2 separate regions of the Astyanax mexicanus genome follow, and region 2 is linked to region 1. A link is a contact called in public Hi-C data. All regions are on one chromosome and are shown on one strand. Each heading gives the region's core, a stretch centred on a gene start, on an enhancer-like site or on the middle of the called end of the contact. The rest is flanking DNA. Distances are from core to core; before and after follow the strand shown. Region 1 holds the start of ndr2 (nodal-related 2). Region 2 overlaps pald1a (phosphatase domain containing paladin 1a).

Evidence for each region. Hi-C and Micro-C count contacts between places; a contact is called where the count stands out from the background.
Region 2: a Hi-C map of muscle shows a contact between it and region 1, with 5 times the contacts expected there. The contact joins the enhancer-like site here to the promoter of ndr2 in region 1. A contact is called at or near these places in 2 of 3 Hi-C or Micro-C datasets (blood and muscle).

The regions. Positions count from the first base shown.
Region 1 is chr15:15,375,291-15,379,032 of AstMex3_surface, forward strand. It overlaps ndr2 (nodal-related 2), which reads right to left and starts at 1,979. Exons shown (of 3, transcript XM_007242927.4): 1 at 1,686-1,979. The coding sequence starts at 1,899. It overlaps pald1a (phosphatase domain containing paladin 1a), which reads left to right and starts at 3,341. Exons shown (of 20, transcript XM_022669058.2): 1 at 3,341-3,551.
Region 2 is chr15:15,418,269-15,422,010 of AstMex3_surface, forward strand. It overlaps pald1a (phosphatase domain containing paladin 1a), which reads left to right. Exons shown (of 20, transcript XM_022669058.2): 2 at 2,704-2,886. The coding sequence starts at 2,717. Among protein-coding and RNA genes, the nearest start is that of pald1a, 42 kb to the left of the region's middle. Within about 2 kb of position 1,668, the one cell type or tissue checked has an H3K27ac peak away from gene starts, as active enhancers do.

The DNA.
Region 1 (3,742 bases), core at 729-3,228:
AACAGCTCCATTCAGGCGCCTGCTGCACCATTTAAGGTGGAATGGAGAGTTTGATGTTAAGACACTTTTTTTGGTAAACAAAAGGTGTTTAGGTGTTAAAATTTAGTGTTAAACATTAGATTATACTGATGGAGGGTGTGGCAGAACTTGATTAATTGTCAGAAACCGTGTTTGTGTGTTTATAGTTAATATAGCTGGCTACCTACACAGCTAGAGCTACGTGTTGTTTACACCCAAACTACACCAACTAATCCTGCGCAAACAAACCGGATCGAAACCAATCATTTAACACATCCAGTGCATATCCTCTTCAAACAAGACCCAGGCTTCAGCTTTCTCACCCTCACACACACACACACGCACAGTGGCAGGCACACACTCCGGGTACCCTGGCTAATCTAATCAGGTCTAAGTGTGAACAGCGGACAGGGTGAGATGTGGATTTGGGCTAACATGTGATTTGTATGGGGATGTCTGGCAAGATGCTAATCCACATTAACCCCAGCAGCAGCACCGGGCAGCGGAGGGGCAGACTGGGGGAGCGGCGGGGCTCGGAGGCCGGGAGGCTGGGGGTGGATGTGGATTGGCCTGGCTGAAGGTGTCTGGGCTGAACTTAAAAACATCTGACAGCCTGGGGCTTCAAAAAAAAAAAAAAAAAAAAAAAAAAAAAACCTGCGCAAAAGCAGCGCAATAATACGCAACAGTCTAACTAACAGAGGCCACAGTTAACTGTAGCCTCGGTGTATTATTAAAAAACAAAAAAACAAACAAAAAAAAAAATAAGGCTGAATTACACAATTTCTATTTACTTTATTACTTTCTTATTACTTTACAATATTATATTATGTTATATTATATTATATTATATTACATTATTGTATTACCCATTTATGCTTATCCTTAATGCAGAAATGAGAAATTTAGAAAATAAAATTAAAATGTTACATAATTTTGTACCAGTTTTAAACAGTTTTAAACTGATAAATTTAAATAATAATTTAAAAACTTTAAAAAGTTTAAATTATTAATTAATTAAGAATGTCTAATAACAGTTTTCATCCAGAATGAATTACAAATAAGAGATTTAGAAAAAAAAGGAGAAATTTTCCACATTTGTTCTTTTCTAATTGTCTTTTTTTATTTGATTTTTTTCAGTTTTAAACTTGCTATTACAGATTTTATACTGCTATTATATGAGCGGTCTGAACAGTTAATCAAAATTAGATCTATTACAAAATTACATATATCTATCTATCTGTCTGTCTGTCTATCTATCTATCTATCTATCTATCTATCTATCTATCTATCTATCTATCTATCTATCTATCTATCTATCTATCTATCTATCTATCTATCTATCTATCTATCTATCTATCTATCTATCTATCTATCTATCTATCTATCTATCAGATCCATAATTGAGTTTAGATCTAGTTCTGCTTTAAGAGTAGATAATCTGCACCTCTACACTAGCCAGTGTTCACATGGTTTCTGTGCTTCAGCTCCTCACACACCTGTACCAGGTATTACTGTGTGCAGGGTTCTGGCACAGAACCCCAGTGTAATTCTCTGAAAGGTCCCTGTGAGGACCAGGTTTTAGGTTTAAGCATGCTATGCTATTTTTGCCATTTAGTCCAAATCATTTGAAACCTTTATTCCAAACAAAAAAAAATGTATCTCCTTACTCTTGGACATGATGCTCCTGATGGTATCTGCCTGCTTGCTCCTGTCCTGCTCCATGTGATCCTCAGCTGGGGTCTGTCCGGGCCTGAAGCTGCGGTACAGACGCATCATGTAGGAGGGTGGATGGTGTCGTGGGACGCTGGCATTCCTATAACTGCCTGACACTCGGGTCAGGAGGAACTGGGAACACAAGACTGCCAGTAAAAATCCCTGCATGTTGGTGGCTGGGTCAGGGGCTTGGAAATGACAGGTTGTGGCACCAGTCTGGCCTTTTATACCACCCCCCCATCATCAGCGCCACCCCCCCTCCTCCTTAAACACCCCACACATTTAACAAGTGCCAGAGCAGAAAGCATGAAAGGAAGCTAGAGTGCCTCTTCAAGGGCCAACATGACAGGTCATCAGCTATTGAGCTGTAAATGAGGACCCCCGGCATGCATATTTTACAATGAACACTTAGATCTCTCCTTTGCGACATATTACTGTTTACACACGTCCCGTTTATTTCTGCGCTCTTTGAAGACCTCGATGGTCCTGGATTGGGTTTTCTGACTCCTTCAAGTTTGGTATATATTGTATATGTAATATTCTGTTAACACCAGTATAAACCTAGTTTACACTATGATGATATAGTAGCAGCACTGGACATCCTAGGCTTCAAAGAAATAATGGAAATACATTTTAAATTGTTAACATAACTATATGATTACATTCTTGTGTAAAATGATTGTTGTATTTATTTTATTGCAGTGTACTCATATATTTATATCATATTAATATTCCTATGTTATCATATTCAAGTCTTCACAATTGAATTGTTACATAACAGTTACAATAAACTTTTTTGCTATAAAAGTTTATGATGCTATAGGTGCAGCACTGGACAATCTCAGCCTTTTTTTACATTTTTACTGGATAATATTTATTATTTTTTTATTTACAGAAATATATATTAATCACATTTCTAAGACTTATATAAGGTGCTATTACATTTACATATTAGACGAGTAATTACATAATATTTGTTATATATTAGTTTAGTGTAGTATATTACAGCATATGCATATATTGTATGCATTTGCATTTGCTATTTTATATTTAAATTGACAGTTGATTGATTATACAATAAACCTAAATAAAACATAAAAATAACCTTTTTATTTAATTTTATTTTTTTGTTGGAATATAATTATATTATTATATTATTACATTAACACATTAGAATTATGAGATGATTTCATATTATTTGATTTAATTTTTATTATATTACATTATATTTATGTATATGTATATTTGTATGCTATTAAACATTAAAAATTGACATTTGTAATTTGTAAGATTTTTAACATTGTATTTTTATCTATTCAATCTAAAGAACATTTTCTGAAAATGATATATTCTTTATTTTGTGTGATTGTAGCTGGGGTTAAATTTTTGCAACTCACCCGTATTCCGTAAAACCACGCCCACCTTCTTTACAATTGGTTAAAAGTTTATAATCACTGATATTCACGCTAAGAGAACTCTGGGATCAACTATCTCCCAATCCCAGCCCAGACCTCGAGATGCTACCAGCCAATCACAGCACAGGGCGGAATTTATCAGAAAACGGGTACATTCGTAAAAAACACCCGTTTTCGTCCACCACGCGCATGCGCAGGGCGCTACCTCGCTGCCACAATGCTTTTCTACTTGGGGAGATAAAAAAAATCTTTGGGGACTGGAGAGCCGCCCATGCGCTAAAAACACACCAGAGCGTTTTAAGCGAAAAGCACAAGAACATAGAGAACGTTTTAGAACCCGGAGAAACCTAGAAGAATTTTTTTCGTGCAGTTTGTTCCGCAGAGGACTGCGGGTTTGGTGCAATGGTGAGTAATGGGAGAAGTTTTTGCTGCAGTGAGCTGGAGCTGTGTGTGTTTGGGATGCAGTGTTGTGTGTGTGTGTGTGTGTGTGTGTGTTTCATGTGTCTGTGTTTGTGAGTGTGTGTGCACACTATGTGGGCACCCATGTCCCATTCACACTTCACACTCTTGGCATGGCTCGCATCCCATAAGGAGGA
Region 2 (3,742 bases), core at 418-2,917, 43 kb after region 1:
AGGGAAAGAAAGAGAGAGAATCACACAAATGAGAGGCAGACAGAAAGACAGATATGAAGAGCGAGAGAGTGTTAGCATTAGCGGCCTTTGTTTATCCACTGAGCGCTCAGGAGGGCTTCTGGTTGCCGTGGAAGACGGATGAGGGCTGCAAAAATATTTAGTCAGTGTTAAAATCAGTGTTCTGTCCCAACTGTTCTGCCAAGCAGCGCTGGATTCAGATCACAGGGTTTACACGGCTGGTTTCAGTACTGTGTTAATTTGCACAGTGCACAATTGCTAACATGCAGTACTTTAGTGAACTGTATTTTATGAACAGTTAATTTTTTTTGTTTAAAAATTAAAGGTATTAAAAAGAGTTCATCCTGGTTAGGCTGCAGAAGCTGTGTTCAGCAACAAGATTATTAGTGATGTCCGGATAGTGGGTGGTGATGATGTTGATGATGATGATCCCAAACTCTCCAAGTGAACCCCAGCTCATCTCTAATTAATCCCCAATTCATACCCAGTTTACCCCCAACTCTGCAACTAATCCCCAATTCATACCCAACTCATTCCCAACCCCCCAAGTAATCTCTAAATCATCCTCAAATCATCCAGCTTCATCCCCAAATCTCCAACACATACCCAATTCACCCCCAACTCTCCAATTCATCCCCAACTCTTCAACTCATCCCAATTCATCCCCAACTCTCCAACTCATCCCATTTCATTCCCAACTCTTTAATTCATCCCCAACTCTCCAACACACACCCAATTCATCCCAAACTCTCCAATTCATCCCCAATTTATCCCCAACTCTCCAACTCATCCCAATTCATCCCCAACTCTCCAACACACACCCAATTCATCCCAAACTCTCCAATTCATCCCCAATTTATCCCCAACTCTCCAACACCTATCCAATTTCATCCCCAACACTCCAACTCCTCCCCAGTTCATCCCCAACTCTCCAACACATACCCAATTCATCCTCAACTCTCCAATTCATCCCCAATTCATCCATAACTCTCCAACTTCTCCCAATTCATCCCCAACTCTCCAACACATACCCAATTCATCCTCAACTCTCCAATTCATCCCTAGTTCATCCCCAACTCCCCAATTCATCCCCAATTCATCCCCAATTCATCCCCAATTCATCCCCAATTCATCCCCAATTCATCCCCAATTCATCCCCAATTCATCCCCAATTCATCCCCAATGGATGGATTTGTGAGACACTAACATTGGCCAGCGTACTCATGTCAGTGGTAGGTGAATTATCAGAGATTATTTAACATTCCTTGATGCACAGCATCATGGGTGTGCCAGTAATACATTATAGAAGGCATTACCACCCACAGTGGACAGTGCAGTCAATGGTATTTATCTTCATATGCCGTGTCTGACTGTCAGAAATCAATACAGGAGGTCATTGCTGCTTTCTTTAGCCTCCATGGCATATGCCAAAAGTCATGGGACACAATACTAGTTCCTGTTGCATGTGGAACTCTCACTCTCTGAGAACTCCTGAGGAGGATGCACCAAACATGGCCCTGTTTAGGCCGTGTGGTCAGTGATGAATTAGTTTCAGTTTGAGGTTACAGTGGTGTTTGTTATGGACCCTCCAGCTGGGGTTTTAATCCCTCTCTGAGTGCAGCGCCGGCGGGCAACAAACATCTGTAAACACCTCGCACCTCCAGGTGTTACGCTGGTTTAACGGAGGACAGTGGAGGAGTGTTTACACTAAAGGCAGGACTTTCTGTCCTCCATTAAATTGGGTTACTCCTCCATCAGGTTTGTTAGTCCTTCATTAAAACAGACAAATAACATCATCGTACGACCGTGTGACACCATAGACTCGTCAGGACGTGTGGTCAAGCCACTGGGACTTATTTTCCAGTATTCATTTGTGTGTAAGGGCGTCCTCACACCTGAAAGTCAGGACCAGAGGTTACACTGTATACGTTGAGTTTGGTTAGTTTTGGGTACTACGTTCTGTCGTCATCACCTACGGTACATGGGCTGTGTCTCGCTATACTTCACATTAATTGGTTTGTAGAATGTCATGAGTTCGTCATATGTTGCCAGGTGTTGTGACTAATTCTAGTTGAAAAGTTAAATATATACTTTTTATATATTGTGTATGGAGTTGTAAATATTGAAGCATTGGTCTTTGCGCTACTGCCTAAAATACTCTTCACTGTTATATTTGTGAACAAACATACAAATAAACACAATAGACGATATCAGGATTATAGCATATTATTGAGGTACTATACGGTATAATATATTAAGGTTTTAAAAGTAATGTCTTGTTCATTTGGTTCTCTTATCTATTGTTGAATGGTGGTTCTTGATGCAGTGTGTCTGATGCTTCAGAGATCACAGGTCCTCAGTTTAGGCTTGTGCTCTTACCATATAAACACTTTTTTTAAAGTTTTTTTTTTTTTTTTAAACCCTCATACCAGTCTTAAACTACCATCACACCATTTTTTTTAAATATGCTTCAGGTATGAAATTCATGAATGAATGTATGTATATTAATAAATGAAAAGTTTGCATACTGACCCAATGTTTTGGGGAATGGTGGGGTTGTAGAAGGGTTAATAGACAGATATGTACAGACAGACGTGCAGTGCAATGTTAAAAAGCAGCTGGAGTTTTTAAGTTTAAATGTGTGTTCGCTGTAATTAACACCACTATATGTGCCTTTCCTTCCAGCTGCTAGTGGATTATGGGTACAACTGCCAGTGCTGCCCCCCCGACCACGCCTGAGAGTTTCCACGGCAACGGGATGACGGACAGCAGGCATTCCCTGGGCCATGCCTCCTTTCAGACAGTCAGCATCCACAACAGCAAGGCCAAGTCCATTATCACCAATAAGGTGGCACCAGTCGTTATCACGTAAGACCCGCCTCCTACAGTACACACACACACACACACACACACACACACACACACTCACTACACTGGCTTTCACACCCACTCAACCCCCCGTTTGCAACCCGCAAGCGCTGGAGATAAGACACACACTTCTGTTGTCCTCGGCCGGCGTGACACTGGTGTGAGACGTCCCACCCAAACAGACAATATTTAACCTCAAGGAGGAAGTGTGTGTTTGTGTGTGTGTGTGTGAGACTTTCACACACTAGGACTGAGCAAGCAAACAAACACCCACCCCCCCACCCCCCCCCCAACCGTCTGCAATGTTCACTCTCCTCATCTGTATTATCTCTAAGTTTGTGGTTATAAAATTGTTGGCCAAAGCCTCCTAGTGGGCTGTGATATTACTGCAGTGGAGTTTTTGGACGTTAGTTCCCAGTTCTTTTCCAGTCTCTTTTCTCCAGTTTACCACATTTTTCGCGCTATAAATATTATAAGGCGCATCAATAAACTTCTATTTTCTGGTCTAGAAATTATAAGGTGCATTTTAGGCGACACTTGTAACTTGCAACCAGTAGTAGGAACTGGGCTGTCGCCATGTTTTCCTCCTAAATCCAGCAGGTCTCTCCACTGGGTGTCGAGAACTGTAAAGCTAAGCTAAGTTAAGTAAATAAAACTGTAATTCTAAAAAAAAAAATAAAAAAAAAGTCAGACAAGTCAAACGAGTGCTGGATGTTAATCTACACAGATTTCTTTCTCCTTAAAACTGTTTATTTGGGTGAGTAAAGTTTCCAGATTTCCATTAAAGCTGGAGCATTCGCATTAGCGGCTAACCGCTAGTGGATAGCCGCTATTGCCACCCGACAGAGCTATACTA